Linked DNA regions of Hordeum vulgare: region 1 is linked to region 2. The links are chromatin contacts, called in public Hi-C maps. All regions are on one chromosome and are shown on one strand. Each heading gives the region's core, a stretch centred on a gene start, on an enhancer-like site or on the middle of the called end of the contact. The rest is flanking DNA. Distances are from core to core; before and after follow the strand shown. Region 1 holds the start of LOC123403482. Region 2 holds the start of LOC123402846 (amino acid transporter AVT3B-like).

The links. A called contact is a pair of places that touch in the nucleus more often than the background predicts.
Region 1: a contact with region 2 is called in a Hi-C map of seedling, with 2.2 times the contacts expected there. The contact joins the promoter of LOC123403482 here to the promoter of LOC123402846 in region 2. A contact is called at or near these places in 1 of 6 Hi-C or Micro-C datasets (seedling) and 1 of 1 datasets of contacts at active chromatin or transcription factors (embryo).

Annotation. Positions count from the first base shown.
Region 1 is chr6H:430,073,310-430,077,488 of MorexV3_pseudomolecules_assembly, reverse strand. It overlaps LOC123403482, which reads right to left and starts at 2,505. Exons shown (of 1, transcript XM_045097417.1): 1 at 791-2,505. The coding sequence starts at 2,344. The coding sequence ends at 1,262.
Region 2 is chr6H:429,777,850-429,781,771 of MorexV3_pseudomolecules_assembly, reverse strand. LOC123402846 (amino acid transporter AVT3B-like) reads right to left here and starts at 1,932. Exons shown (of 1, transcript XM_045096803.1): 1 at 1-1,932. The coding sequence starts at 1,705. The coding sequence ends at 440.

The DNA.
Region 1 (4,179 bases), core at 1,256-3,755, 300 kb before region 2:
TGCATCGGCGCGAATGAGAAGTGAAAGCTTCCGCGTCCTCTCGATGTCCGTATGTGACCGACCTGACCTACTTGTCACATAGCCATCCATCCACCTCTGTCTGCTTATTTAATTCGTGAGCATGTCCCACCCACCTTTCTAGTACTCCCTTTGTTCTTAAATAAATAAATCTACACTTTAAAATATGTCTATGCAGATTCCTAAATAAATAAATCTATAATTTAAAATATGTCTATATACATCCATACGTACTTCATAACGAAATCTCTAAAAAGTTGATATTTAGGAACGGAGGAAGTATTAGACGGTGTCTGGATCACTAAAGACTAGAGACTAGTAGTCACCTTTAGTCAGTAAACCTCCAAACACCCCTGACTAATGGGTGACTAAAACTAGTTTAGTCCCTAGTCACCCCACCCCCAACTTTTACTGACTAAAGTCTCTTCTCTAATTAATTGGCGGGCCCATCCTGTTGCGGGCTCATCCTCCCATGCGGGCACGCTAATGGAAGGGAGATAAATGGAAGTAAGAGAGAATAATTTAATACTGAGACATTTAATGCTGACTAGTAGTAGTCACCTTCCAAACAGGGCCTGACTACAAACTTCTAGTTTGACTACTACTAGTCACATGTGCCGACCACTTGCTTTCCGATTGGATACATGTGCTGATCAATTTAAAAAATGGACACGGACAAACCTACCCAAACAGACAAAACACGGACAGAAAGTCCGCCAAACGAACAAAAACGATGTTCGTTTGGGTCGCTAGCAGGCATAACAAATTCTAGTGGCAACAAATGCATATAAAGTTTCATTCCCATCGTATTTTATGAAAATACAAAGAAATTGTTCCAATTGTCCAGCTTCTGAGAGTCTGATTCAATTAATCGCATATAAAAAGGGACTCTGAGTCGATTACTGAAACTCAAGAAGCTCATGGAGTACTTTATCACGACAACCTATATTCAGCTCGACTGCTTGAGCATTAAAAGTGGACACTAAAACTTGGAGTAGAAGACTAGCAGCAAATACATCTCACAGAAGTAAGCTTCAGGCTGATCAGAATCTAGGAGCGTCTAAACGACAGTATAATGATTGTAGGTACAGAAGAAGAACATGCGTATAAAAGAGGCTTGTTGATTTTAACTTCACTTCAGAACTTAGGCATGTGCAAAGGTACCAAGAATTTGACCCGCGAGCCAGATATCATTCGTCACCATCAGACAAGAACAGAGGACCTTCTTGTTCCCTGACTTCATTCAGCCTTCATTCACACTTGGTATGATCCAAGATGCCGCCGCCCCGATACGCTGAGCCATGTCAAGCTCGTTCAGCCGGCATTCAAGCTTCTTAGTGGTCCGGCTCTGCAGATTGAAAGCCGATACACTGTATTTCACACTGCTGGAGCGGCTCGCCTCCTTGGTGGTCACCGAGTAGACTGTGTTGCTTTCAAGATTCGTGAACCCTGATGCCCCCACAGCGAATCCGTGGAGAGGATCAACAAACAGCGCCCGCTCGCCGATGCTGGTGAGGTCCTGCCAGACTGGGTAGGTGCTCCGGTGGTTCACGGAGAATGCCTTGGAGAAGTCCACGTCGGCACCATCACCAAAGACGTACAACCACTTGGACTTGGCTAGAAGGAAGAGCTCCTCACCAGCCACCACGACGCGCGCCTCAGTGGGGAGGTCGAGTTGGGGCGGCGGGATGACGGCAGTGACCGCGAGGGTGATGGAGTCGACGATGGTGGTGCGGCACGCGTCCTCCTCGAAGACGAAGAAATCGCCGCCGGCGTAGTTGATGCTGCTCACGTTGCAGTCGGGCATGGCGGGGACTGGGGCCCAGGAGTCGGCGAGAGGGTCTAGGGCGCAGACCAGGACGACCTCGCCGCAGGACGCCATGACGCTGTGCGGGGATAGGTCCCAGGCCAGGTCATCCGTCTCCGCGAAGAAGGCGGGGAGCGGCGGGAGGGGGCGAACGGAGCCGGTGAAGGGGTGGAGGAGGGACGCGGCGAGATCTGTGGGGTCGATGGCGAGGATCCAGCCGTGCGGAGACGCAGAGAGGCGGCGGCGGCGGCGGCGGCGGTCGGCGTCCGCGGTGGGGACGGGCAGATGGATGTTGCAGTAGAGGCGGTCCTCCGAGGGGTTGAAGAAGAGCGGCGACGGGGAGGACGGGAGAACGAGCCACGGGGGCTGCGATGGAGGCGCGGCCGCTGCATCCACTCCCGCGTCACGCCAGGTGGTGCATACGGAGCGGAAGCGGGCGATGTCCGCTAGCTCCGTGAGGTCGCCGGAGACGGTTACGAGGAGATCCGGTGCGAAGTTCGACCACCCGCGGAGGGCCATGGAGACCGTGATCTGGAATTGAAATTGGGCGTTTCTAGGTTGTGTGGACTCGGTTGCGATGGAAAAATGCCTCTTTGCTCGGATTTATGGGTGATTCTCTATGGCGGTGGGGATCGTTGCCGTGCATTGTTTTGATCATTGGGCTTGTGCGGTTTGGTCGGTGCCGCTCTTTAGGGCAACTCCAACACAGTCCATTAGAGCGTGTCTAGCCATTCCGTAAATAATAATCCGCAAAATGTATTTACAATTTGTTGCCTATCAATTTTAGGCGAATATATATGTTAAAAAATCAGATCCCGTATATGAAACTGTAAAATTTAAAGAAAAAAAACATTTGTGGGTGAAACTTGTAAAGACATGCATGAAATCACATCATGGTTCTTCATCAAACTACATTATTCGTCATGAGCAAACTACATTGTCTTCATACTATTAGGTAGGGGGACTGCGAGTCGTGCAGCGTGTCCGAGCCTAGGCTATCAAAAATGACGGATGCGGCGGTGACGACATGGTGGAGGAGCCGGAGGAGCACAGTCGGCGTCGAAGTCGGAGTCGAAGTCAATCCAGACCTTGACCTACTCGACCTTCATGACGCGCAGGTCCGCCTCCTTGGACGCGCTCGTGTGCGATGTTGTGACGCCTTACTCGAGGAAGATCTACTCGATCTCAAACCCGCGGCGGTTGCACGCGGAGACCTCCTCCGCCTCCCTCACCGAGCATTCCATGATGGCGTGCATGAGGTGATCCTCCTGTCCCGGGGGGAGGTAGTTCTCGCGGCTGATGACCCCTCCGCGTGGTGGAACAACGCCATCCTCGAGCTTGACGACGAACGGCCCGAGCTCCTCTGGCCTTCTCTTGACTTTAGTGATGGTCCGCAAGGACGAGGCGCACGCAGACGAATTCCCAACGACACACGAGCCGGAGGAGCGCACCGTTGGGCCGCGAGCTCCCGCTCGTACTCCTCGAGCTCGCGGCATTCGTAAGCCGGCGGCGTCCGGCGGCCGTACTTCATCCACTTCTGTGATCCCCGCTTGCGTGCGGTGGCGGCGGCGCCGCTCGACATCATCCCCTCCATTTCTGTGGCCGTCCTTGGTCGGGATGGCTATGGGTTTGTTTGGCTCCCCGGCGGCGAGGGCGGAGTGGGAGATGAATCGTGGCGAAGCTGCGGCGGTGGAGGATAGGGTTTGACCCGTATCCAAGCGGTGAAATGGAATATGCCCCGGTTGGGGGGTCTTTTTCCGGGCCACGGTAAAAAAAAATTATGGGCCGGATGCGCGATACGGGGTCTATTCTGGCTAGCAAAACGGGCCGAACCCGTATACTTGCCCGAATTATCCGGGTTCGACCCTTTTAAGGGGTCTGCTAGAGATGCTCTTAGAGCATCTACAGCCAGACTGAGCAAATCCGGCCTCGGACGCGTTCAGACACGCTTGCGGACGCATACGGACGACCCTTCATATTTCGCTTCGTGCATCCACATACCTCATATTCGGACTCTTAAATCCATACAAAGCCATGCACGTCGATCATCCGATATAAATTGTCTGTATTCAACAGTTTTAAACAAAAGCAAACGATATCATAGTTCCACCAAACTAACATGCCAAAATGAAATCAATGCCCGGATGCTGTTGGATCACTGGCCGGATGAGTTCGTCCATGCGTCGTGCTCCTCTTGGGCATCCATCTCCGCATGCATCTGGGCTGCCTCCTCCGTCTGCATCATGGCAACGATCGCCGCCTGCATCTAGGCTACCTCCACCATCTGGATCGTGGTTGCGTGCTTTGTTGTCGCAGTCGTAGCCGCCCTGGCCGCCCCAACGCTCTATGGTCGT
Region 2 (3,922 bases), core at 683-3,182:
AATGTAAGTCGTCCCAATTGCTTGCCCAGCCCAATTAAGCACATACACAAGACACAATATTGCACGCTGACACTACGGGACAAGTAACAAAATACTGAAATTCGTGTCCTTTCATCAATTCCATCACGCACTGCAGCTGGAACATCTAGGACATGAACAGAGTAGAAGAATGCTATGGGCAGACATGATGGAAACTGTCGTAGCAAAACCATACAGATTTCTCCATGCCTCCAATCAACTAGTAGTATCTCGTACTAACAATCTGAACAGAATTCCCAACAATCCATTTCCCAGATCAACAAATAGCTGAGCCAAGCAATTCCTCTCTGATCCGCTGATCCCCTTCTCGTAGTGTGGAAAACTACTACGCGGGAGCTTAACCGGCGTGGATGAGAGAGCCAATGCACCCAGCAATTTAACCCTCGGCGAATACCGGAAATTAAGCGCTGGAAGAGTGGAAGATTTGCACCAGCGACGAGTAGGTGCCGAAGACGGAGAGCACGAGGCCGAGCACGACCAGGAGGACGTCGCTGAGAACCCCGGCCCAGCCCATCTCGGCTCCGAACACCTTCATGTGGAAGGTGGCCGGCAGCACGAACCCGAGCAGCACGCAGACGCTGCTCCCCACGAGGGCGAGGAAGTCGGTGAAATTGGGCACGAGCATGGCCGCGAGCCCCACGGTGACCACGAGCACACACCGCAGCCACCAACAGTAGCGCTTGCCGTGAAACAGGCGCTCGGCGACCTCGTACACTGGGTTCATCATCACCGGCATGGTGAAGAAGAGGTTGATGCACAGCCCCAGCTGCACGGCGGCCGACAGCCACCCGCTGCCGAGGTTGGTGGTGATGATGTCGCGCGTGGCGTCGCCGAACGCGACGTACCCCATGACACCGAACAGCCCGTACATGGCGGCGATGAACGCCATGGACAGCCCGAGCGTGGCGCCGAACTTCTTCTTGTCCGCGGCCTCCGCCTCCAGCGGCAGGACCATACAGACGCCCTCGAAGGCGTACACGGACACGCCCACGCCGTAGAGGAGCGCGGCGGGGGCGCCGAACGCGACGACGGGTGGATGTGCGGCGAGCCAGGTCGACACGTCCTGTCCAACAACGACCCCCATGGCGCCGAGGTCGACGACGTCGGCGAAGATGCTGAGCGGCGCGAGGAGCGTGAGCGTCTTGATGGAGTTGAGCCCGAGCTGGAACGGCAGCATGGCGTAGATGAAGAGCGCCTTAGGGGAGAGGAAGACGTTGGAGGAGGGGGCGAAGATGGGGTAGAGGTGCGCCATGGTGTTGGAGATAAAGATCAGGTATCCGACGCAGAAGCTGGCCTGGCTGAGCACAAGCATGGTGTCCACGGCGAGGCGGCCGGGCGCGCCGAAGACGGCGTCCCCCAGATCCCCGAACGAGGACAGCTTCTTGGGGTGCTCGTCGGCGAGGCGGCGGCGGCAGGCGACGAGCAGCATCATGCAGTAGAAGGTGAGCAGCGCGACGGAGAGGAGCAGGATGGAGCCCGCCGCCCAGCCGGTGCGCGAGAACGTGTAGGGCAGGCCGAGCACGCCGGCGCCGACCACCGCGATGAAGACGTTCGCGAACGTCTTGGGCTGCGACGACAGGTGGCCCCCTTCGGCGCTGTGGTGCGGCAGCAGCGGCGCCGAGTCCAGCCGCGACGACGACGAGCTCGCGTCGCTCCCCAATCCCATGGCGTCCGGGCGATTGAATCGAAATTAACAACGGATCAAGACCACCACCACCAGCACACACACACACACACAGGGACAGAAGATGATGAAACCGCGACCAGGCGAATTCGATGGGATTTGTATTCCTCTTCCTCTCCGGTCGGAAGCGTTGAGAGAAAACGGGCGATCTCGCGACGGGGGAAACCGATGAGAAAGGAGCGGCTGTGGTCTCCCTTTCGGAGGGATTGCCGGTGCTTTTGTAGAGAAGATGGCATGCCATCGTGGGAAAATATATTTTGCCAAAAAAATCGTGGGAAAATATCATGGACGTGGTCCATGAGCATGTTTCGGTTTTCTACGTCCCCCGGGACCACAAGAAGCGCGTGGCGGTGTATGAGTGGTACCTACACAGATGGGCAGTACTCGACGCTCGCGCGCCGACGCGAGAGCTCACGCCGGTCACAGAGCAGTCGTCGGATCGGGCGCCCTTAAACGTCAGATCTCGTCTTAACCTCGAACCACGAACGTGAGCATCTCGTCAGCCATCCTCGTTCAGCGTGCAGCGGCGCTCCCCCAGCCCCTCCCTTTCCTCCCCGTCCCCTCGCAATCGAGGGGTCCTTCTCCCATCGCCCCCTCTCGTCGGACGTCCTCGTCGCCGGTCGTCGTCCTTGCAGAGCCAACAAACGCGAGCGCCTTGTCAGTCCTTCGTTGAAGCTTTTTTGCATCAACGGTTGTAATATTTTATGTCAGCGGTTGTAGCATTTCACCATAGCAATGACCGCTTGCAGCTTTTATATGTCTGGTTGCAGCTTTTTTCATCAACGGTTGTAGCTTTTTATATGTATAATTGCAGCTTTTTTAATCAAAGTTTGTAGCATTTTATGTCAACGGTTGCAACATTCCGTCATGGCAAATGACCGCTTGCAACTTAACATATGCCTGATTAAAGCTTTTTCATTATGGGTTTTGAAGCTTTTTTAAATAGCCATTGCAGCAATTCTGGGTGACGTTTGTAACACTTGTATACGCGCGCCCGGTCATGGCGGCATGCGATGAGGACGATGGACGAAGGCTGGATCCGGCAATGCGGACGATCGACGGTGGCGGAAACTGGCGATCCGGGCGGACCGATGGGGCACGGACCGACACAGCGGCGGCGACAGCGCAGGGGCGCGCATATGTGGACCCCTTCCACCATGCGCCGGACCACACTCGAGCCGTCAGGATTTTTAACTTTTCAAAAATTTCCCTATATTTCCAGAATTCGATAGCTATTCAAGTCTGTGCTCTTTAATACCCTCTCATTTCACTAGTATTATAAGATGTTTTATCTTTAATTTTTACCTTTAATCTGAGTCAAATGTAATTAGATTTGTTTTACTGTGTTTATACACTCTCTTTTATTTCTATCTAATCCGTATTGAAATATTTAAAACATCTTATAATTCAAGAGAGAGGGAGTACTAATATAATTCTCACTAAGTTGTGTTCTCCCATGATTACGGTAGTTTCACATTGTTCTTATGTTTTTGTCCACACCCAAAAAAAGAGATGGTTTGGTTCCACGACCCAAGTTCTTTTCTGGATTTTTATGGGGATCCCATTCTTTATATGCCAACCGTCAAATATTCATAAGTTGTTACATAATCCCTTCGTCCAGAATTACTTGTTGCAAAATGGATAAAATGGATATATCTATAATTAAAATACATCTAGATACGTTCATTCCTATCACAAATATTTCCGGATGGAGGGAGTTCTTCCTTGATTGATTGTTCATAAAATGTCCTATTTTTTGTAAATACGTTTTAATCTGTTTGTTCACCCATTTTCAGTTGGTATTTTGTTTATAGTAGTGAACAGTGGGAGCATCAATTTATATATCATACATTGCTATAAATGTGTTTTTTCTATTGCACAAGAAAGTTAAACATTGTGCAAGAAAAAACAATATCTCAAAACATACATCAATCAAATCAAATAATCAGAAGATCTTGATACATCTACCTGCTATATCATAACTGTGACAATTAATTTCTTGACAACAAAGATCTAATCTTTGACTGTGAGCAGATCATCACCAACGCGTGTATTTCTATGAGTATACACACACTAGTGCCACCTTTTGCCGCGTTTGTCAAATAGTAGCTCAACCATTTTGCAATTCGGTTGCCCTAGGATGTTTGGACTATTTTTTGTCTGTCGCTGAGGACGCAAAGGCAGCATAATCGAGGAAGA